Linked DNA regions of Hordeum vulgare: all the other regions are linked to region 1. The links are chromatin contacts, called in public Hi-C maps. All regions are on one chromosome and are shown on one strand. The core of a region is the stretch at or near the end of the contact, and the rest is flanking DNA. Distances in the headings are between cores, read along the strand shown.

The links. Hi-C and Micro-C count contacts between places; a contact is called where the count stands out from the background.
Region 2: a Hi-C map of seedling shows a contact between it and region 1, with 4 times the contacts expected there. The contact joins the enhancer-like site here to the promoter of LOC123403486 in region 1. A contact is called at or near these places in 3 of 6 Hi-C or Micro-C datasets (leaf and seedling).
Region 3: a contact with region 1 is called in a Hi-C map of leaf, with 6 times the contacts expected there. The contact joins the enhancer-like site here to the promoter of LOC123403486 in region 1. A contact is called at or near these places in 2 of 6 Hi-C or Micro-C datasets (both in leaf).

What each region holds. Positions count from the first base shown.
Region 1 is chr6H:425,684,868-425,689,032 of MorexV3_pseudomolecules_assembly, forward strand. It overlaps LOC123403486 (protein RMD5 homolog), which reads left to right and starts at 2,264. Exons shown (of 2, transcript XM_045097420.1): 1 at 2,264-2,412; 2 at 3,412-4,165. The coding sequence starts at 3,445.
Region 2 is chr6H:425,054,242-425,058,721 of MorexV3_pseudomolecules_assembly, forward strand. No RefSeq gene overlaps it. Among protein-coding and RNA genes, the nearest start is that of LOC123402221, 99 kb to the right of the region's middle. Within about 2 kb of position 3,195, at least 3 of the 3 cell types and tissues checked have open chromatin away from gene starts, as enhancers often do. A contact at or near this core is called in leaf and seedling, where this site is marked.
Region 3 is chr6H:426,479,936-426,484,419 of MorexV3_pseudomolecules_assembly, forward strand. No RefSeq gene overlaps it. Among protein-coding and RNA genes, the nearest start is that of LOC123405561, 37 kb to the left of the region's middle. Within about 2 kb of position 1,281, at least 2 of the 3 cell types and tissues checked have open chromatin away from gene starts, as enhancers often do. A contact at or near this core is called in leaf, where this site is marked.

The sequences.
Region 1 (4,165 bases), core at 1,014-3,513:
TGAAAATTTTAAAAATTAAATGAACTTCTTTAAATTCGATGAATTTTAAAAATTATGTGATTGTTTTCAAATTTTATGGACACATTTGAAAATCAATTAACTTTTTATCAGATTTGATGACAGTTTTTTAAAATCACTTAACTTTTTATAAAAATTGATGAACCTTTCTCAAATGTGATGAACGTTTTTCTATTTGTTTTTATTATTTTTTAATGTGTGAACATTTTTCCCACTTAAAGAACTTTTTTGCAAAATCGATGAACTTTATTTTTCAAAAATCAATGAACTTTTTATTCAGGACCTGCAGAAAGAGCGCAAGAAGCTGTTCCATGGGTCGGACCCTCACGGGGCGCTGCACACGCCAGGAGCTCGAATGGACGCCTGCAGCGTCATATAGGAGCCAGGATGTAAGTGACGGTGAAAACCACTTGTCCCATTTACGTCATCCACTAAAAACAGTATAAATGGCCGAATGTGGATGACCACTTAATTTATATGGAAATGTGGCCAATCCATCGAAGTCCATGAAACCCATCAGCCGTCACAACCAAATCCCGATGTCCTTTCTTGAAGTACCATGACACAGCCATACTCTAGGCCTTACAATACGCAGCGCTAATGGAGGCGTCGTGCCGCCAGTGCAGGTCGACGGTGTTCCTGATGGTGAACCACGCGACGCGCTGATGGGCGTCAACGAGCCGTTGTTCAAGTACAACTCCTCGCTGCTTCCGGTGACCACCTCGTCGCAGTTGCTGTCCATGCAGCTAACCTTCACGCTTGTAGTCATCACCATTGCCATCGTCCGCCACTCGCTCATCTTTGTCAATCCAACGCCATTATGCTCATGACGATTTGCTGCATTCTCCGCACGCTCCGGTCGGGCGACGCTGGCAAGGGCCTGGACCGGAAGGGCTACATCATGGGCTCAGATAACTGGTTATATGTGGACGCCACATTAACCATGTAAATATTAACTGGACTATGACATAATCCCATATAACAACTAGTGGCTGGTGGGGGGAAGTCCCACAATGCCCAGCAATGTGTCCATTTACATTCTGATATAGGAGCTCCCCTATAGCGAGGGGTTTCGAGTTCGATCGCTTATTCTGCACGTTTTTTTACACCGCTCACTACAGTACCACCAAAATGGCTGGCCCATATGTGCTGCCCGGACGTGCGAACCTCCGTTAACCTGCCTCAACGAGCGGCAGATAGGAGGTTCCTTTATCTCGCTCAACGTGAGAAGGAAGCGGCTCTTGCCTCGAGGATATTCTGTGCGCTATAGTAGTAACAGTACTCAGGTAGCCCATATTTGTGTATTCATTTTTTTCGAATTGTTTAAATCACTTATCACATGTATCATGTGGTATATTTGTGCATTCGTTGGTTCGCTGGTTCATTGTTCGCTCATTTTTTTATATTTTGCTATTTTATTTCTTAACATGTTCTCTTCATTTCTTTTTTTCTTTCTTATATTTTATTTTTACTTTTATTGAGTTTTTTTGTTTTTTATTATACTTTGATCTTCTTTCTTTCTTTCTTTGTTTCTTTGGTTTTGTATGATTTTCTTTCTTTATGGCTGAAATACGTTTTCCAGTATACGTTTTCTTATCCACGTTGAACACTTCTTATGGCGGGGACACGTTGAACACTTTTCAAATATGGGATGTAATTTTTTTCTTTTAATACATGTTTGAACACACTTTATATTGCATGGCATTCTTTTTTAATATACATCGAATATTTAGTTGGTAATGAATAAATCATTTAAACTCTGAGGATGTCTTTTTGCATAAACATTTTATTGAAATGCAGGAATATTTATTCAAAATTTTACTTACATTTTTTTAATGGAACAAAACAATTTGTTTACTACCCAAACCATTTTTTCACATTCAATAAACTTTTTTCATAATTTTTCATATATATGTTCGAATGGAGGAACATGTTTCTGTATTCACAATTTTTTTCTAAAGCTATCCACATTATTTTATTGCATTAACATTTTACTATACTGTACTAATATTTTTAAAATTTAAGGTTTTTATTTTTTTTAATAAATTTAATTATTTTTTTGAGGGGGTAATTTTAGGTATACAGTACGTATTTAAATAATTATAAATAAAAACAAAGAACATTAGTGCAATGGCTCACGTCCCTATTAGGCCGGCTCCACCGGCTTAAAACAAAAGCTGTATGCCTCGCTATAAGCAGCAAGTCAAGGAGTGGCATTAACAAGTATCGAGCCCATTAAGCTGATCCTCGTCAAGGAGGACTCTTCTTCGCAAAGTCTTACCTAACTGGCCCATTAAAAAGATCCAGCCGCCAAAGTGGTCTAGGGTTCGTCGCTTGCCGGAACAGGACCCCCCCCCCAAAACCGCCACCGGCTTTCTCTGCTCTCCCATTCCGGTAATCGTCCTCTCCGCTCTCCATATTCACTCTCTGTTCGATTTGGATACATCGCCATACAATCGCTTCCTATGCATTCAGATCAAATCCGTCCACCTCATCGCAGGTCCTCTCTATTTCGCCCCATCCTTCTCCTCTGATCCAAAGGCTTATTGCGTTTGCTTGAAGAATAAAGAGAGGTTAGTGTTCTTTTACCAGTTAGGGAAGCTTAAGCCGGCGTTTATGGGTTGGTTCTGCGGCGAGGTTTTCTAGAGAATATATTGTCTCGTAGGACCAAGTGATAGAATTTTGTGTGTCCCTAGTCTGTGATGAGAACTGCCATTCATGAAGCGCGCCTGTGGTGGGCGTTGTTAGCAACCTGGCATCTTTGGGATCTGCGTTGGTATTGTCTAGAGTTGCAATTATTGGGTAGGGATCCAAATCAAATGTAAAGAATTTGTGGGAGTGATACTGCAACCCGTTTTATCTTCTTGCCCAGTGCTCTTAGTATGGTGCTTTCAAGGTTGTATTGCTTAAGTGCTATGTGTACAGCCTGCACATTTGATTTCGGTTTACATCACTTTGTTGGGAATATGTCCAATAGTTTATTTTGTATTTTCGTTTGTACAGAGTTAGATAGATAGTTTGTGTGTGATGCGGTGATGCGATTTATAACCATTCATCTCATTTTCTGTTGAACGCTCCTCTGTTAGTAGAAGAGTCGCATCTGTCGGTTTATTCCTTATTGATGATAATTCTGCAACGCTACCTTTTGAAGAGTGTATGTTCTACGTAATTACTCTATCCCACAGATCTGAATATTGTTGCTTATAATATATGATGTGATAACTTTGGTACTCCCTCCAATCCATATTAATTGTCGTTGATCTAGTACAAAATTGTACTTGATCAGCGAAATTTAATATGATTCGGAGGGAGTACTTGAATCTAAGGTTCATTTCTTTGCACCTACTGTTTTAAATTTTGACTGATCAAATTGTCTTCCATTTTGTATAACAGGTGCTGAAGCTGGGGCATGCTTATTACTCAGAAATGGAAATAGATACACTGAAGGATGAGTTCGGTCGTGTTGTTAAAAAGCAGAAACTTGCATCCTCAAGAACTATAGATTTGGTAAACCAAATCGAGAAAGAAATTGAGCAGGCTATCAGTGCTATCCAAGAAAATGTCACAGCTAGGGATGCTGCATCAAACCTAAACCATGAAATTCTTACTAATCTGAAGAATACGCTGAAAGTGTTGGTTCCAGTGAAGCAACTTGAGAGCTGCCAGAAAGAAATGAACACTGCACTTGGCAAGTGGGTCAAGACCACCGAGAAATTCTTCATCAATGATATTTCAAAAGCTTACAAGAATGCCGACATGGAACCACATGTACTGAATGAGATTATTGCAAACCATCTATACCGTGAGGCATTATTTGACATAGGTGACAACTTTCTTGGAGAGGCCAGTTGTTTAGCACCTATAAAACTGAAACAACTGTTTCAGGAGATGTATGAGATTTGTGGTGCGCTGCGGACTGAGAAATCTGAGCCAGCTCTGAGCTGGGCAATGAAAAATCATGATGCACTACTGCAAAACGATTCCTGTCTCGAGCTTAAGCTTCACCAATTGCGGTTTGTTGAGGTACTCAAGCAAGGTAAAAGAGATGAGGCTCTTCAGTATGCTAGGGCATACCTGGCGCCATTTGCTACCATACACAAGGATGTAACCCAGAGGCTGATAGCCTCCATATTATGGGCCGGGCGCC
Region 2 (4,480 bases), core at 1,945-4,444, 630 kb before region 1:
AGTGGAGTTCATACCAGACTAAGTTGTGTGTGGCTTCGTTTATTTGTTGATTTCATTCAAAGGAAAATTTCTACTTTGAGTTCACTAATTCCAACAGCTAATTAACAATATATGCTTATTTTTTATATGCAATATTTTATCTAGAGGCTATGTAAAGATGGGGCATTTTATAAATTACTATATAAAGTGGGCATTTTGGTCCAAGCAGAATAAAGTGGATCAAATGATCAATAAGCACCATGTTCGCTAGATCTAAGTGGGTTGTGGCCCAATATCTTCTTTTTTATTTCTATTTTCCTCTTTGTTGAAGTTTTATACTTGTTTTTTTTCATCTCCTTTTCCCTTTTTTTCTTGTTCATTTTCCTTTTTGAGTTTTTCATTTCTAAATAAGTGCTTTTATTTAATTTCATGATATTCTCAAATCTGTGAACTTTCCTTCACATTGCAGATAGTTTTTAAATTTGTTAATATTTCCAAATCATCTTTGGCGCCAGCTGTGCCGTTTACACTTCAATTGGTAAAATGTGTAAACGCCTCTCCCTATGTACATTTTGAACGGCCCACACTACCATCTCATGTACGAGCAAGAAGCTCCCGGGCCTGGGTTTGGGAAGTTCCCAAAATCTTGTTGGGCTGGTTTTGGGAATCTTTTGCTTTGTTTTTCTTTTTTTCTTCTATCCATGTTTTTTTCCTTGCATTTTCTTAAAGTGCCTACGTTTTGACAAAAAAAATCTTACTTCTTTTCATTTCTTTTATTTTCCTAGTACATGATCTTTTTCAAATGTGTGAGCTTTTAGTTGTGTACATTTTCTCAAATTTGCAATCTATTTAAAGAAATTGTTAATGTTTATTGGTTAAATTCGTGATTATTCCCTAAATTTTGAGGAATTTTGAAATTCACAATTTTAAAAAATGGCAAAAATATACCTCAAAATTGTGAACTTTTTCCAAATTCATGTATTTGTTTTCAGATTTACATTTATTTCACTTGTGAACTTTTTAAAACCCATGAACTTTTTTTAGAAGATCAACGGTAAAGTCGTGAACTCTTTCCATCCCAACAAACTTTTCGCAATTCCAGATTTTTTTTAAAATCGTGAACTTTCCCCATAATCGCAAACCTTTTTATTTTTATGAACTTTTCCTAATTTCATGAATTTTTGTTTAAATTCTCGTTTTCAATTCATTTTTGGTGTATTTTTTTGGGTCCTTTTCGAAAGTAAACGGTCTACCAGTCAACCAATCAAATCAAACCAGTCCATGGCCAACACATGGAACATGCGACCACCGGTTAACGACTGAAACTGCTCCATGGTCAATCGATGGAACATGCGAGCAAGCGGATAGGCGAAATCAGTACTCTTTTCAAAGATCACTTCTACCTCTTCAGATTGTGACAAGTGGCGCACTGCTTGCGTGCCACTTTTCGCAATCTCGAAGTTTTTCATTTTTCCGTAGATTCGTATTTTTTAAATGTTTTATTCTTTAAATCACGCGCGTAAATCTTGAACCGTTTTTACCGTTGGATTTCTTGCGCTGAGATCTTACAAACTAGATCCGATGTTGATAGGTTTTAAAGAAAAAATATCCTAAAAAAAACGGACCAAGAAAACTGTGCCTTTTGTGATAGAAAAAACAAAAAACACGTTTTTTAAAATATTGTGAATTTTCAAAAGATTTTTTGGATTTTTAAAAAATGTTTTAGATTTTCGAGAAATGTGCAGAATTTAAAATTTTGCTCTTCAAATTCGAAAAAAGTTTTTGCTTTTCCAAAAAATGTTCTGGATTTCTAAGAAATGTTTGGGATTTTCAGAAATTCTTCTGATTATTTTAAAAAAATTGCTATTTTACATAATAAGTTCAAAGCTTCAAAATATGTTTGATTTTTCCCAATTTTCATGGGAATTTCAAAATTTGTTCCTAAATTTAGAAAATGTTGACGTTTTCATTTTTTTTAGGAGTTTAAAAAATGTTCCGGTTTCAAATATTCTTCACAAAATTGAAATAATGTTCAAGATTTAAACTTTTATTCGAGAAATTCAAAATATGTTCGTGCCTTCAAATATTATTTTGGAATTTGAAATAAAAATCCTGTTTCAAAAAAATGTTTCTGTTTTTTCGAAATGTTTCAGTTGTCCAAATTTTGGTCACGAATTTGGAAAGTGTTTCGTTCCACAAAACACTCGGCTTTTTTTTTTGAATTTTCAATAATAGTTCGGATGTCCTCTTCGTGTTTGTTCTTTATGGTTGTGGGATTTCAATTGATTAGTAACAACCGTTAGGGCAACTGGTAGTAGAATGTCATGTGTAAGCTTTGATTGAAGGTTTGAATCCAGATATATGAAATTAGTTTTTGTGCTACAGTGCGTCTTCACTGCCGCTCGCGATCTTCGTGGACTCACCCAGTCGGGGCGCCCCCCCTCTGCGGCTCGGGACTTCCTGCCGTAACGAGCGGCAGGTAGGAGCTCCCGCCTGCGAGCGACTTGGCGCGTACCCAATACACTCACTGGGTGTTTGTATGGTCCAGCGAATTCTAAGTTTTTTCCATTATCTTATTCTTCTTCTGTTTTTATTTTTGTTTTATATTTTCCGTATTTTTTTATTTTCTAACTTTCTTTCTCTTTATTTTTCAATTTGCAAACATCTTTCAAATTTGTGAACATCTTTTGAAACTGTGAACATTTTCTGAAATTACGAATACTTTTACAATTCTATGAACACTTCTACAAATTCGTTAACATTATCTTAGATAGTGAAAATAAACTCGAATTCATGAAATTGTTTTGAAGTCATGAACATTTTCTTAATCATGAACATTTTTTTAAATTCACGCACAATATTTTCAGAGTTGTCGGCATCTTTTAATCTCGTAAAAATATTTTTCAAATTCGTGAACATTCGCCTTCAATCGTGAATGTTTTATGAAATCGGGAATATTTTCTATTTTTATGAAGATTTTTTCCAATTTTATGAATATTCTCTGAAACCATGAACATTTTTTGAATTCTGGAACACATTTTTTAAATCATGAACATTTTGGGAATCATGTATTCTTTAAATAATTCGCAAGTTTTGGAGTTTTAGAAATTTTTGATATCCTGAATTATTGGGAAAAAAGCGGGTGCCCTAGCCCGCGAATGGGCCGACGCAGAAGGGCGCGATCGTGCACGCGCTCCTGGTTTTTTGAATAGGACTTCTCGGGTAAGGGGAACTCCAGGTAGTGTCTTAAACGCCCTTGGAGAAACGGGCCCATACTGCACCGCTGCACTGGGCTGTCCATGTAAAGAGAGCCCTCGGTCCCTCGTCACTTGAGCGTAATTTAACTAGTCGCCGTTGACTAGTTGATTTGAAAATATAAGTAGAAATGCAAAAAGGAAACCAAACTTCTCATCAAAAGATTATGAAATCAAAACTGATTTCACGGGAAAATATATTCAGAAACTCAAAAAATATCTGAAAGAAAAAGTTCATCGAATTTGAAAAAAAAACTCACAGATTTGGAAAAAGTTCATCAATTCAGAATTTTTTTGTTAAAGTCAAAAAAAGTTCACTGACTTAGAAAAAGGTTTATATATTTTGGAAAAAGTTCACTGATTTTGCAAAGTGTTCACAGTTTGAAAAAAAACTCATAAGTTTTGAGAAATTTCATCAAATTTGAAAAAAAATTGTTGCTTTTCAAAAAACATCGTGAAAATGAATAACTCAAAAAAATAAAAGTAATACTAAATGAAAACAAAAAATAAAAGGAAAAAAAGGAAAACGAAGAAGACTAAAGAATGAAAAGGTCATAACTAATCACATAGTTGTGAGTGGCCGAGTTGGATAATATAGCTAGCACTGCACGAGAAGGTTTTGTGTTCGAAACCCACCTCTCTCCTCTTGTTCGCACTAGTTTAAAACGAAAGAAAGAAAGTCTAGATGGACCAGCCCGCGCAGTGGGGGTGGGGGCGGGTGCGCCCATTCACTACAGCACAACACTCATGTGATGACAATTAAACTGTTTGGAGAAATCTCTTAAAAGGGTAGTTTTACTGCCGGGACAGTGGTTCTCCCGGTAGATAGAACTGCCACGCGAATGGCTGCCGGGGATTACTTCTTCCGGCAGTTCTCCTGCCGGGACCTACATATCTGTCGGCTGTTAGTGTTCTCCCGGCAGGTTTGTTAGGCCAACATAGTTTCAGTTACACGCAATATTACTGCCTCTATAAACACGTTGTCCCCGCAGTTTTTATGCCCTCACATTGATTTCAATTTGGACATCTTATATCTATAATTTAATAACAATTCACAATGTCTAATTTAATATTCATTCACAATATTTTAGGCAATCGGCCCATATCACAGAATTTATGCATACACTTTAATAAGAGTTTACATATATGCCTCACAGGAATCTTAATCCGCATCCAATAAACATATAGCAAATATATATAAAGAGTACATATATGTTTCTACATGTGTCACATAATCAAAATGAACT
Region 3 (4,484 bases), core at 31-2,530, 790 kb after region 1:
ATTATGAAAACCCCAAACAAATTTGGAAGTATGGAGAATTTTTTTAAAAGCATGAACATTTTTTGAATCCTAAGAACAAATTTTAATAATGAGAACAATTTTAAAAAATACTGAACAAATTTATAAACTTGAACAATTTTTGAAAACACGAACATTCTTTGAATCTTGAGAACAAATTTCAAAAAACAAGAAATTTTTCGGAAAAATATTTTAGAAAATCCAGAACATTTTTGAAAATCCAGAATATTTATTGAAAATCCAGAACATTTTTCGAAAAAGCAAAAACATTTTTATAACAGCATTTGTTTTGTGAAAAAGAACATATTTCGAAATTTGTTAACAGTTTTCAAACGGAAACATTTTTTAACTTATGTACATTTTTTAAAACAGGAACATTTTTTGAAATGTCGTACATTTTCTGAAATGGCAAACATTTTTTAGAAAATGAAGAACATTTAATAAACTTGCCGACCATTTTAAAATCTTGAAAAAAATTAGAATTGCTGAAGTAAATTTAAATACATTTTCAATTTGTGAACAAATGTCGAAAAAGAGAAATATTTTTCACAAAAAATGAACATTCTTTTATAAAAGCAAGAACATATTTTGAAAATTGTGAACAATTTATGAATAAAAGAACATTTTTGAAAAATCCTGCAGTTATTTGAATAGGAAAATATTTTTTGAAACACGAATATCTTTGAATATATGAACACATTTTCGAAGGAGGAACATTTAAATATAAATTATAACAAAAAATTGAACACAAGAATATTTTTTGAAAATCAAAACAAAATTTAGAAAATGTCAAAAAACGAAAAAATGAACAAAATTGAAGTAAAAAATGGAAACGGAAACAATAATTTTTTGGATGTTAGGATCATTTTTTTAAATCACAAACATTTCTTGACAATCACAAACATATTTGGAAGTTATGAATGTTTTTTAAAAATGGCAATTATTTGAAATTTAATACATTTTTATAAAAGCGAGAATATTTTCTGAATTTTAAAAACAATTTTCCAACATGAAGTAAGTTAAAAAAAATAACCATAGAAAAAAAGGAAAAAAGAAGGAGAAAAAACGAACAACGAAAAAATAAGAAAAAGGAAAAAATGAAACAGCAAAACACACACACACACACACACACACACACACACACAAAAGCAAAAACCGAGACTGCCTGCAGAGGGAGATGGGCCGGCCCTGTTGATTTTACCCCTGTTCGTTTGTCCAACTATTTGACGCAAAGAGTGTCGAATAAGATTTTTCCTGCATATTTGCTGCTTGACAATGGTGGTAAGCTTCACGAATCTGTAAGCAAGAGAGGCCTCAGCCCTGGGCCGTGGTCTGAGAATCCAGGAGTCCTGTTTCCAACCTCATGTGAGCCAGCGGTGACTGAAAGATGACCTGAACCTGTCTTTTGCAAATAATTATTACCATTTCATGAGCCAGGAGCCAGGAGTAGTATTCTAGTGCTTCTCTCACATTTGAAATAGTACAATACTCTCTCCGTAAGCTAATATAAAAACATTTAAATCACTATTTTAATGATCTAAATGTTTTTATATTAGTTTACGGAGAAAGTACTATTCTAGTGCCATCGAACAGACCGCTAGCTTCTCGAGTGACCAGCTTGAAGCATGCGAATGCACTCAATGTTCACTGGAAAATATTTCTTCCCTGCTAGACAAGGAATATTTATGTTTACTTTAGCTATATGTAAGACGACTCAAAATTAATTTTAGGTCAGTTGATTATTTGTGTCCAATGATTTTTTTTTTCTGGGCTATTTCATGAGCTTTTGTTTTTTGAGGTGAGGCTATTTCATGACCTGGTTTGGCCTTGGTTTTTTTTACTCCCGACATATTTGGGTTAGTAATTCGATACTCTATTGAAGCCCATTACCTGTAGCATGTGGACAACACCTCTCTCCCTTTGTCTTTTTTCTTTCTGTTTTCTGTTTTTCATGTGTTTCTCATTCTAATTTTTGTTTTATTTATTAGTTGGTTTAAAAAAACTGAACAATTTTGTTGGATGTTGGGTGGTGTAAATATTTAAACATAAATACTATGCAATATGTGCGAAAATTATAGTATATATGATTGTTGTTTGCATAATACAAAAATTGTAATTTTAGTGCAAAGTTTTGTGCAAGTGTTTTAAACTTTACATTACATTCCTTTTAAAGATTAATACCAATGACACTAACTAATTGTTCCTTAAAAAAATTTACTATTTATTTTTTGTTTATTTATTACTTTAAATTACTTCGTATTTAATGGTAAGACCAACACCAATTCATTAGTTATTAGGAGATTTTTTTTCTTCCTAAAAAAATCTATTATTATTTGTGTATTCTTAAATATTTATGAACAAAACACTTTTTTGAGTATTATGTCCACAAAAATTATTATTTGGTTTATTTATTTATTACAATTTCTTCTTCTTAAAAGGTAGTACCAATACCACTAATTCGAATTTCCTTGGAAATTACATTGTTTTGTTTTTTATTTAGTTTTTAGTGTATTTTATTTTTATTAAAGGGGCAATACCAAGGCCACTAACTCATTGTTTCTTAGAAAACTTCGTTATTTTGATTTTTTTTACATTTTTGTTCTTTTTAAAGGGTAATACAAAGGCCACTAATTTATTATTTCTTCAAAACGTTCATTATTTTATTTCTGATTTAATTTTATTTCACTTTATTTTCTTCTAAAATGGTGAAACCAATGCAACTCTTTACATTATTTTTTTTATTTTCTAACTTCTTGAGGTCATACTAGTGTCATTAATTTTTTCTTACTTCAAATAATTTCATTATTTTTATTTATTTTAGTTTTTGTTAAATTTACTTTCTTCTATAAGGGCAATGCCAATGACTATACGTGGCCATACCTCGGGCCGGGCTGGGCTTCGGGTCAGGCTTGACAAAGCTCATGGCAAAAAAACAGGACCAAGCCCGACCCGGTCCGTCCGTCAGGCCTGAGTTTGAGGCCCAAGCCCGGCCTATGAGAGGAAAATTTCGTTGGGCCTCAATCCATTGGGCGGGGCCCTTCCATGAATTGCCAAAATGTCAGGCCCAAACTCGGCTCAGCCTGGCTGTTGGGCCTAGATGTTAGGCCTTGGCCCGGCCCATGGGTAAGGTCGGACCAGGTCTGGTCGGGCTTTTTCGGGCCTGGTCTGTTCGGGCCGAATGGGCAGGGTATCCCATGGCGAGGTATACCAACGACACTCATTCACTTCTTTTTATGGGCGGTTTTAATGGAAATTTAACTATTATGTTCTTACTTTTGCATATTATGAAAAAGCAAAAAATTCTATGTAAATTATGTGCAAAAGATTTGATCATTTTATTTTCATTTTTCTCTTCATCTTAAACGGCAATATCGATACCAGTAATGTTGTTTCTTAGAAAAAATTATTATTATTTATTATTTTGATTTTGTTTTATTTTGATTTTAGGATTAACAAATACCATTCATTCATTCCTAAGAAAACTTCTTCTTTTTTGCGAAAAATCTACTATTCCTTCTCAAAAAAAAATCCTGTTCAAGCAGCGGCGACGCCCAAGGTAGTCGATGGTGTTGCACTCCTCCGATGATTTGGCCTGGAGAGGTGAGAAGTGGTGAAACAAAATATGAGATAAAACACATGTTAGATAAAACGAGATCAACGAGACACGAGAGACAGAGATTTTTATGTGGAAACCCTTGCGGGAGAAAACCACGGACGCACGAAGGTGCAATCACTATGAGGATGGAGCATTACAAGCACCAGACGACATGCCGTCTTTAGGTGCGACTACATGGAGTATATATGAGGGGCAATTCATGAGAGTCCTTAAAGGACAAGTAAACGAGTTGTACCCGTACGCGTCGGTACCAACGCAAAGGCCCACACCGTTTGTACTACGTCTAGTCCAATACGGTAGAATTTGGATCACAATTTAACAATCTCCACCTTGAGCCAAATTCCCTCCAGTAGTCGAAGAAAGTGAATAACTCCAATCCAAATTAGCATAAACATCTTGTGCGTCAAAGTCCATAGGACTAGTGAGAAATACCAACTAAGCCTGAGCAAAGCTCAAACTTATTGGTAGGAACTGGCTTTGTCATCATATCAGCTGGATTATCATGAGTACTTATCTTGCATACCTTCAAATCACCTTTAGCAACAACATCTCGCACATAGTGAAATCTGACATCAATGTGTTTTGTTCTCTCGTGATACATTGAATTCTTTGTAAGATATATAACACTTTGACTGTCAGAAAATATGGTAGGGCAAGATGAATCTTCACAAAGCTCAGTGTACAAACCTCTCAACCAGATAGCTTCTTTGCATGCCTCAGTAATAGCCATATACTCGGCATCAGTAGTGGAACAAGCCACAATAGACTGCAAAGTTGCTCTCCAACTCACAGCACAACCACCAATGGTGAAAGCATAACCCGTGAGCGATCTTCTCGTATCCAAATCACC